Linked DNA regions of Mus musculus: region 1 is linked to region 2. Evidence: chromatin contacts called from public Hi-C data. All regions are on one chromosome and are shown on one strand. The core of a region is the stretch at or near the end of the contact, and the rest is flanking DNA. Distances in the headings are between cores, read along the strand shown.

Region 1 (3,318 bases), core at 656-3,155, 47 kb before region 2:
CGGTGGCCGATATGCCCCCCACCCTTCCAGCCCGCACCCCTGCCGTCTGTAGAAGAGTCATAGCAGGCAGGAAGCAGAGAGAGCAAAACTAGACCCGGGTTGGGCCTTCAATGGCCAGCCAGGCCACACCTCCTCAGCCTTCACAGTCTTCCAAAACAGTGTCACCAGCTGGGGACCGAGTGCTCAAACACGTGAGCCCGTCAAACTTTACCTCTTGATTTGGCTCAGTCTTTCCGTTCCACTCCAGAACCCAGGATGGAGAAACTATCAGGCTGGAAACTGCTAGCAGGATGGCCATCTTGCTTCACATTACATTTGCACCCCATGGTCTTAGAGGTAGAAGCCCTTTGCGTTTGGAACCTAAGAGAGAACATAGCTAACCTCCAGTTTTCCTGTAACCTACAGTAGACGTTTAGTAATCGGGATGCATTGTAGCTGCATGTTCTGTAATTTGTTTTAAACAAAAGCAAAGTCTATTACTTCTCATAAGAATCGCCCCCTCCCCGACCAGGAGCCCGGCATGGTGGCATACACTTATAACCCCAAGTAACTGAGAGGCTGAGACTGGAAGAGCAAATTCAAGGCATATATAACTTCCTGAATATATAGCTTCTCAAGTGCTGTTAAAACTCTAAAACCTAAAAGAGATGGGTTATAGCTCAGTGGCAAAGCACTTGCTGGTATGTTTGAAGGTCCGAGTTCGATCAAAGTAGCACAAAAACATTTTTAAAAATCAATCCCCAGAGAGTTTCCTTTGTAGGGCTGCTGGGTGCAGCGACCCAACCAAGTCATCAAAGTCCCACTGACTTCCTTCTCTCTGCTGTCTTCATTTCACGCACTCTCAAGCCCACCCTACCCCATGTGCCCCAGACAACTGTGTAGGATCCAGGAAGCAGGTCTTCCATAGGGCAACAGCCAACAAATGACATGAGCCACCCGGAATATAGCTCCCTTTTAAAATGTAAAACTCCCTGCTCCCTCTGCCCACTTTCCTCAAGTCTCCTTGAGACAACTTGAGTCATGTGACCTACACTAAGCCATCATGTGACCTGCATTAAGCCGACCTCAAAAAAATAAAGCATTTCTGCTGCATATATTTGAGGACAACACCCATCCCGTTTAGAGCGGAGATTGTAAGAAACACTCAATTTACACGGATGATTCTTTCCTTGAGTAATAATAATAATAATAATAATAATAATAATAATAATAATAATAATAATGGTCAACTCAATAAGCAAATGATCATGGCATATGTCCCAAGTGAAAAGCTTGGCACTAAAAGAAGCAAACAATAAAACTCAACACAGTCCTTTCCTCAGGATTCGTCATAGCTAGTGGAGAACAAGACACTGCCCCAAGTATTTGATTTGGACCTGGGACAGGCACTAAGGTGCATCTTTTACATATCAAAGCAGATATGACCTCCAGTTTCTTCCAGCATCCTTCAGTCCCTACCTGGCATACCCTACCCCCAGTCCTGAACTTTCCAGCCCAGTGATTGGGTTGTTCTTCCCCCAGCCTCTCCTCCAGAGTTTTGGTGGCCCTCCCCATCTTCCTCCCCCTTCTCCCTTTCTGTCTCCCCACCCCCCCCCCCAACACACACACCTGCCCATCTCCTCTCTCTCTGCACTCTTTCTTTTTCTTCCCCCTCTCCCATCTTTCTCTCTTACCCTGGCAACTTCCCTGGCCTCCTTCCTTGGAGCCAGTGAACTCACCAGCCCCTACCCCGCCCCCAGCAGCTTCCCAGTAAACCCGCATTTAGCATTTTCTAATCTGGCTTGAACTGGCTCATTTCAACAGCAGAGAAATAACAACAAGCTGCGTGAACGTGACTTAGCGGCCACCTTGGGCACTGACGCGGAGAGATTCACCTCGGTTGTAACACATTTCAGCCCTTCCCTCACAGGGCTGCCGCACTTTACAGCCACCGTGTGGCTCAGACACATCCCCAAGCCCAGCTCGGTCTTACTGGGGGCAACCTGCACTTTGAGAATGTTCCCAAATGGTTCTGGAACCTCTTGTCTATTTCTGGAAAATGACAAATGACCAGACTTGTTTTTTAAAAGTGACTCTTCTCTGGAAATAGAAGCTTCGGGTTTTGCTGCCAACTCCAGACAGATAATTTACAAGCCCGCGCTCTAAAAGAATCAGAAGCAAGCAAAAAGGCACAGAAGTCTCTGCGGGCTGGACTTGAAGGACCTGCTTACACAGGGCAGTTCTGGTCCCCCCACCCCACCCTCCATTCCAAGTCTGTGCCACAAGCTACATACTTTAGGGTACTTTAAGTGTCCTCGTTCTGAATCTACAGCTGGATCAAAGAGTGTCTTATGACCGTCCTGTGTCATAGTTCTTTCCCAACACTCTTAGGAAGATCAAACACTGATGATAAATTTCAGTGGATACTGCCATAAAAATCACTTTATTTCCATCTCTGGTTAAATCAAAGCAGGGTCACTGAGCAGGTGGTGTCTAGCCTTGTCATCTCTCTGCTGACACTAACCAGGAGGAGATAAAGGGCGCCTGGGAACTCTTGAGCCAAAGATGAAAGCGCTGTGTGCTCCTCCGCCAGCTGTTGTGTACCCTGGATCTCCTACCTCACTCCTCTCGCTGCAGACTGGCAAGAGCTGGCTGTAGCCACTGTTCTCCCCTCCCCCACCTCTGAAAACACTCAGGACCAAAAAAAAAAAAATCTTAAGCTACTCATTATTGTTTAATTTGAATAATTGGTTTTTATTGTGATTTTAAAATGTAAAAAAATTATAAAACGTAAAAGTAAAAAAAAAGTAAAAAAAAAAATACTCAGAAACTCCTTGATGTATATTTCCAGAACTTTCTGTGCATCAAAACAGAGCTACAATACACATATCGTTTTAATCAAAAGACCATGTTACAGTTCCACACACTAGATATATTTCATTCAGTATCATTTTCCATGGCTACATGATATTACATTATTTAGCTACATATTAATTTAACAAATTGACGTTATCTTCTTAGCTATAGATATATTATGTCCATTGTTCTTGTTAAAGCAACATTTTAAAGAATGTCTTCTATTTGTTAACATTTTTACTTTTTAAGGAAATGTACTTTAAAATGCCATATCCCTATACGTTTTTCTAAAAAGTACATTTTCTAAAATAAAAAAAAAAGACAATCAGACAAGCTTATGTCACTTGTCATATTAAATATAATATAAATGTCACCTGGGCCTTGGGATGTAGCTATATTTCATGATTGTAGTTCTTTGGGTGTTGTTGTTGTTGTCATTGCTGTCGTTGTTACGACAGAGTCTCTCTATATAGCCCTGGCTCT
Region 2 (3,275 bases), core at 338-2,837:
AATGTTTCTTGGTCAGAAAGATCTGTCTTTCTAGGTACGACAACCAAAGTGTGGGTGTCTTCAAGCAAGAGTCTTACCATCTAGTTACAAGAGCAATGGCAATAACCTATACTTTTTTGAGTGCCTCTGGGTTTTCCTGACCAATAATTTATAGGGAGATAACCTGTGCCTTGGGTAACACAGGTTTTCATTTAAAACTCATGTCCTCTGGGGAAAGCATTTTTATGTCTGTGTGTTTTCTCTGTTTAAACTCCAGGATAGATATATCCTGGAACTCCCTCCCTAGACCAGGCTGGCCTCAAACTCAGAGATCCACATGCCTTTTCCTGCTGAGTGCTGGGCTTAAAGGCATGTGCCACCACTGCCGGGATTTTGGTTATACTTTTAAATTCATTTTCAAACTAATATAGTGGGTTTCTTAAGCGTTCTTCATATACTCTTAATTTGGTTAACACGGCCCTTATCCCTCCGTCCCCTTACCCACTGCTCTCATCCCTGCTTAAGTCTTTGGCTGGTAATATATGCACCCACCCACCCTCCCAATTGTTATATATAACATGTGTTCCAAAATCCACACTTATTATATTTTGTATTGGGGTTCAAGATCATGGGTTCCCAAGCAGCTTCATGCACATTCTACCTTAGCTGACATTTCCTCTCCCCCTCCTTTCTCCATCCCCTTTCAAAGCCTTATGTGACTGTGATGACCATAATTCTATAAATACACTACTAAGTCAAAAATAAGAATTGTATACTCTGGCTAAGGCAAAATGTTGCTCGTAGAAGTGTGGTTTGAATTCATATACTTTCTTCATCCCATGCCAGCCAGATTGAAGCTTGTCACATGAGTGGCTGCCATTTGGTAGTTACCTGCTGTGCACTAGGGCCTGTGCCACACATCCAGTGTGCCCTGTGTGGAGCCCCAGAGCCATCCTGCTGAACAGGAATCTTATTCCTGAAAACCAGGTTCAGATAACAGGTGCCAGCCCCAAAGTGTCAGAATCCCTAAGATTTGGACTCAGGAAGACTTTAGTGTTCAGCCACAGTATATCAAGGTCTCTACTAAAGTAAAATCTAGGAGTATAAAAGGATTTTTTATGTGGTTTTTATGTTTTTTTGTTTGAGCCATATCTAATGCTCAACTTTCCAAACAGATTTAAAATGCCACTGCAATCACACCTTAATCCCTCCTTTATAGCTGTGCCACAAAAGCATTCATAGAGGGGGTAAAATGTTACCATGCTTGGGATTTACCTCAGGTCAAGTTCTTTCTAACATCGTGGTCAATGTCCATATATGTATGTGAAGGCTTTGTCAGAGCATAGAAACAAAATGTTTAGTGTAAACAGAGCCTATGTGCTCTCAGAAACTTTCCTCACCACCTCTCTCTCTCTTTCTCTCTCTCTCTCTCTTTCTCCCTCTCTTCCTTTCTCTCTTTCTCTCTCCCCGTGTGTGTGTGTGTGTGTGTGTGTGTGTGTGTGTGTGTGTAGAAAGATAGAAGGGACTCAAGAGAGGAAAGAGGGAGGGGCAGAGAGGGATAAAGGAAGGGAGGGAATGAGGGAGGGACACAGAGAGAGAGAGAGAGAGAGAGAGAGAGAGAGAGAGAGAGAGAGAGAGAGAGAGCTGCCTTATAGCTGCTAAGACTGCAGACAGAAATAGCACAACCACTGTGAGCTGTGCGCGACTCATCTCATCCAAGACCACGTTTTATCTTTCATTAATCAGTTGCTCAGAAAGAAGGAAATGACATCTGGTCCATTCTTCTTCTGCATCTTCATTATTGGAAAATATTGTGAGTATGTTCGGTGTCTAATTTTATGTGCCTTAGTGCTTTGTGAAATAGTCTCAAGTACAAATGTTCATTCCTTACATTCATGCTTTTAACCTAAAATGCATGCTCTGATAAAAATTGCAAACTCACTTTAGAATCACTCTTCTTAGGATATTTCTGATATTTGTACTGGAATATTTTGTCATAGTCAAAAGTTAAGCAAAACTAACATATTTTATAAGCCTATGCTTTATTACAGACAACTTTTATCACTGATAAAATTTAATATTTAAAGAGAGTCTGTAAGTTCTGTGCAAAGACTATGCCCGTTGCTCTACCCCAGAGTGGTCCTAATATTTGTTTGTTTATTTCGATGTGGTTGAAGCACATTACCATCCTGTGAGGTGCTGTCTGGGTGGACATCCACACAGAGATGTAGCCATGTAACTCTTTTGCCAGGTTTTTGCCTTGTTCCTTGAAAGAAAAGCAAGGGAAAGCATGAAGAAATGTAAAGCACAGGGACTCAAGAAAATAAAAAGTCATTTTACTTTTATTATAATGGCAAATTTCCTTTGTATATTAAGCCATGGTTTTTTTTTAATCTTATTTAAAATTTAAGGGGAAGGGTTGTTATACATTATACATCATTAAATTGTCTCTCTGAGTTAAGAAAACATGTATGCTTGTTATAACAATGAAATAATCCTACCCCAGATCAGAATGAAAGTTTCTAAGTCTCTTTAATACATTAGGATTGCAGGGGAAGGGGGGTTGTGAGTGTCATCAAATTTAAAACACAAGCATGTTTATATTCTCTCTCTCAAATTCTACAAACATGGTGTTTATACTGAGATATTCTACTGAATTTCTCAGGGTCACAGTCCATCTTGAATCTCTTAATTCTGATAGCATCTATTTTGATGATTTTTTTTCTTTTTCCCTCTGACCACAGTACAACTAAATAGTTAAAGATTGAGACAATTTCAAAACTAGAGAAATAACCCAGAATCCCTGAGACTATTCGGCTCCTAATTTTCTATATCTCAATCTTAACTGTGACATTCATACTTTATCTAAAGTAAGAAAATCTCAAACTGCAAATCATAATAAAAGACTGGGTCTTTCTAATTATAATTCAGTATTTAAGGTATCAGGGCTATAAATACACACACACACACACACACACACACACACACGAGCTATACCTGAGCTTTTGACATTTGCAGCAAAAGCTCTTTGAAATTAATGATCAATTTCAACATTTCCTATTCAATCTCAAGGAGGTGCATAGATTGAGAGACCCAAAAGAATATTCTACAACAGATGATCTAGTAGGAAGAACTTAAGATGTATATAAAAAGTGTTCAGAGCAGGATAAGAAGGAATGTTGACTGATGTGATACCAAAGATGCTCCAGGCTATAAGAATTCCTCGTGTTAAATTAATTTCTTAATGTATTTTTTTTTTAGAAAGGGTTTCCTTGTGTAGCCTTGGCTGTCCTAGA

What was found. Hi-C and Micro-C count contacts between places; a contact is called where the count stands out from the background.
Region 1: a Hi-C map of uterus shows a contact between it and region 2, with 1.7 times the contacts expected there. The contact joins the enhancer-like site here to the promoter of Rxfp1 in region 2. A contact is called at or near these places in 5 of 39 promoter capture datasets (the 3T3-L1 cell line, cranial neural crest, embryonic stem cells and 2 more), 8 of 484 Hi-C or Micro-C datasets (liver, nephron progenitors and uterus), 1 of 115 datasets of contacts at active chromatin or transcription factors (embryonic stem cells) and 2 of 9 other capture datasets (adipose tissue and liver).

What each region holds. Positions count from the first base shown.
Region 1 is chr3:79,783,063-79,786,380 of GRCm38.p6, reverse strand. No RefSeq gene overlaps it. Among named protein-coding and RNA genes, the nearest start is that of Rxfp1, 47 kb to the right of the region's middle. Within about 2 kb of position 1,905, at least 22 of the 459 cell types and tissues checked have an H3K27ac peak or open chromatin away from gene starts, as enhancers often do. A contact at or near this core is called in uterus, where this site is marked.
Region 2 is chr3:79,736,263-79,739,537 of GRCm38.p6, reverse strand. It overlaps Rxfp1 (relaxin/insulin-like family peptide receptor 1), which reads left to right and starts at 1,587. Exons shown (of 18, transcript NM_212452.2): 1 at 1,587-1,792. The coding sequence starts at 1,744.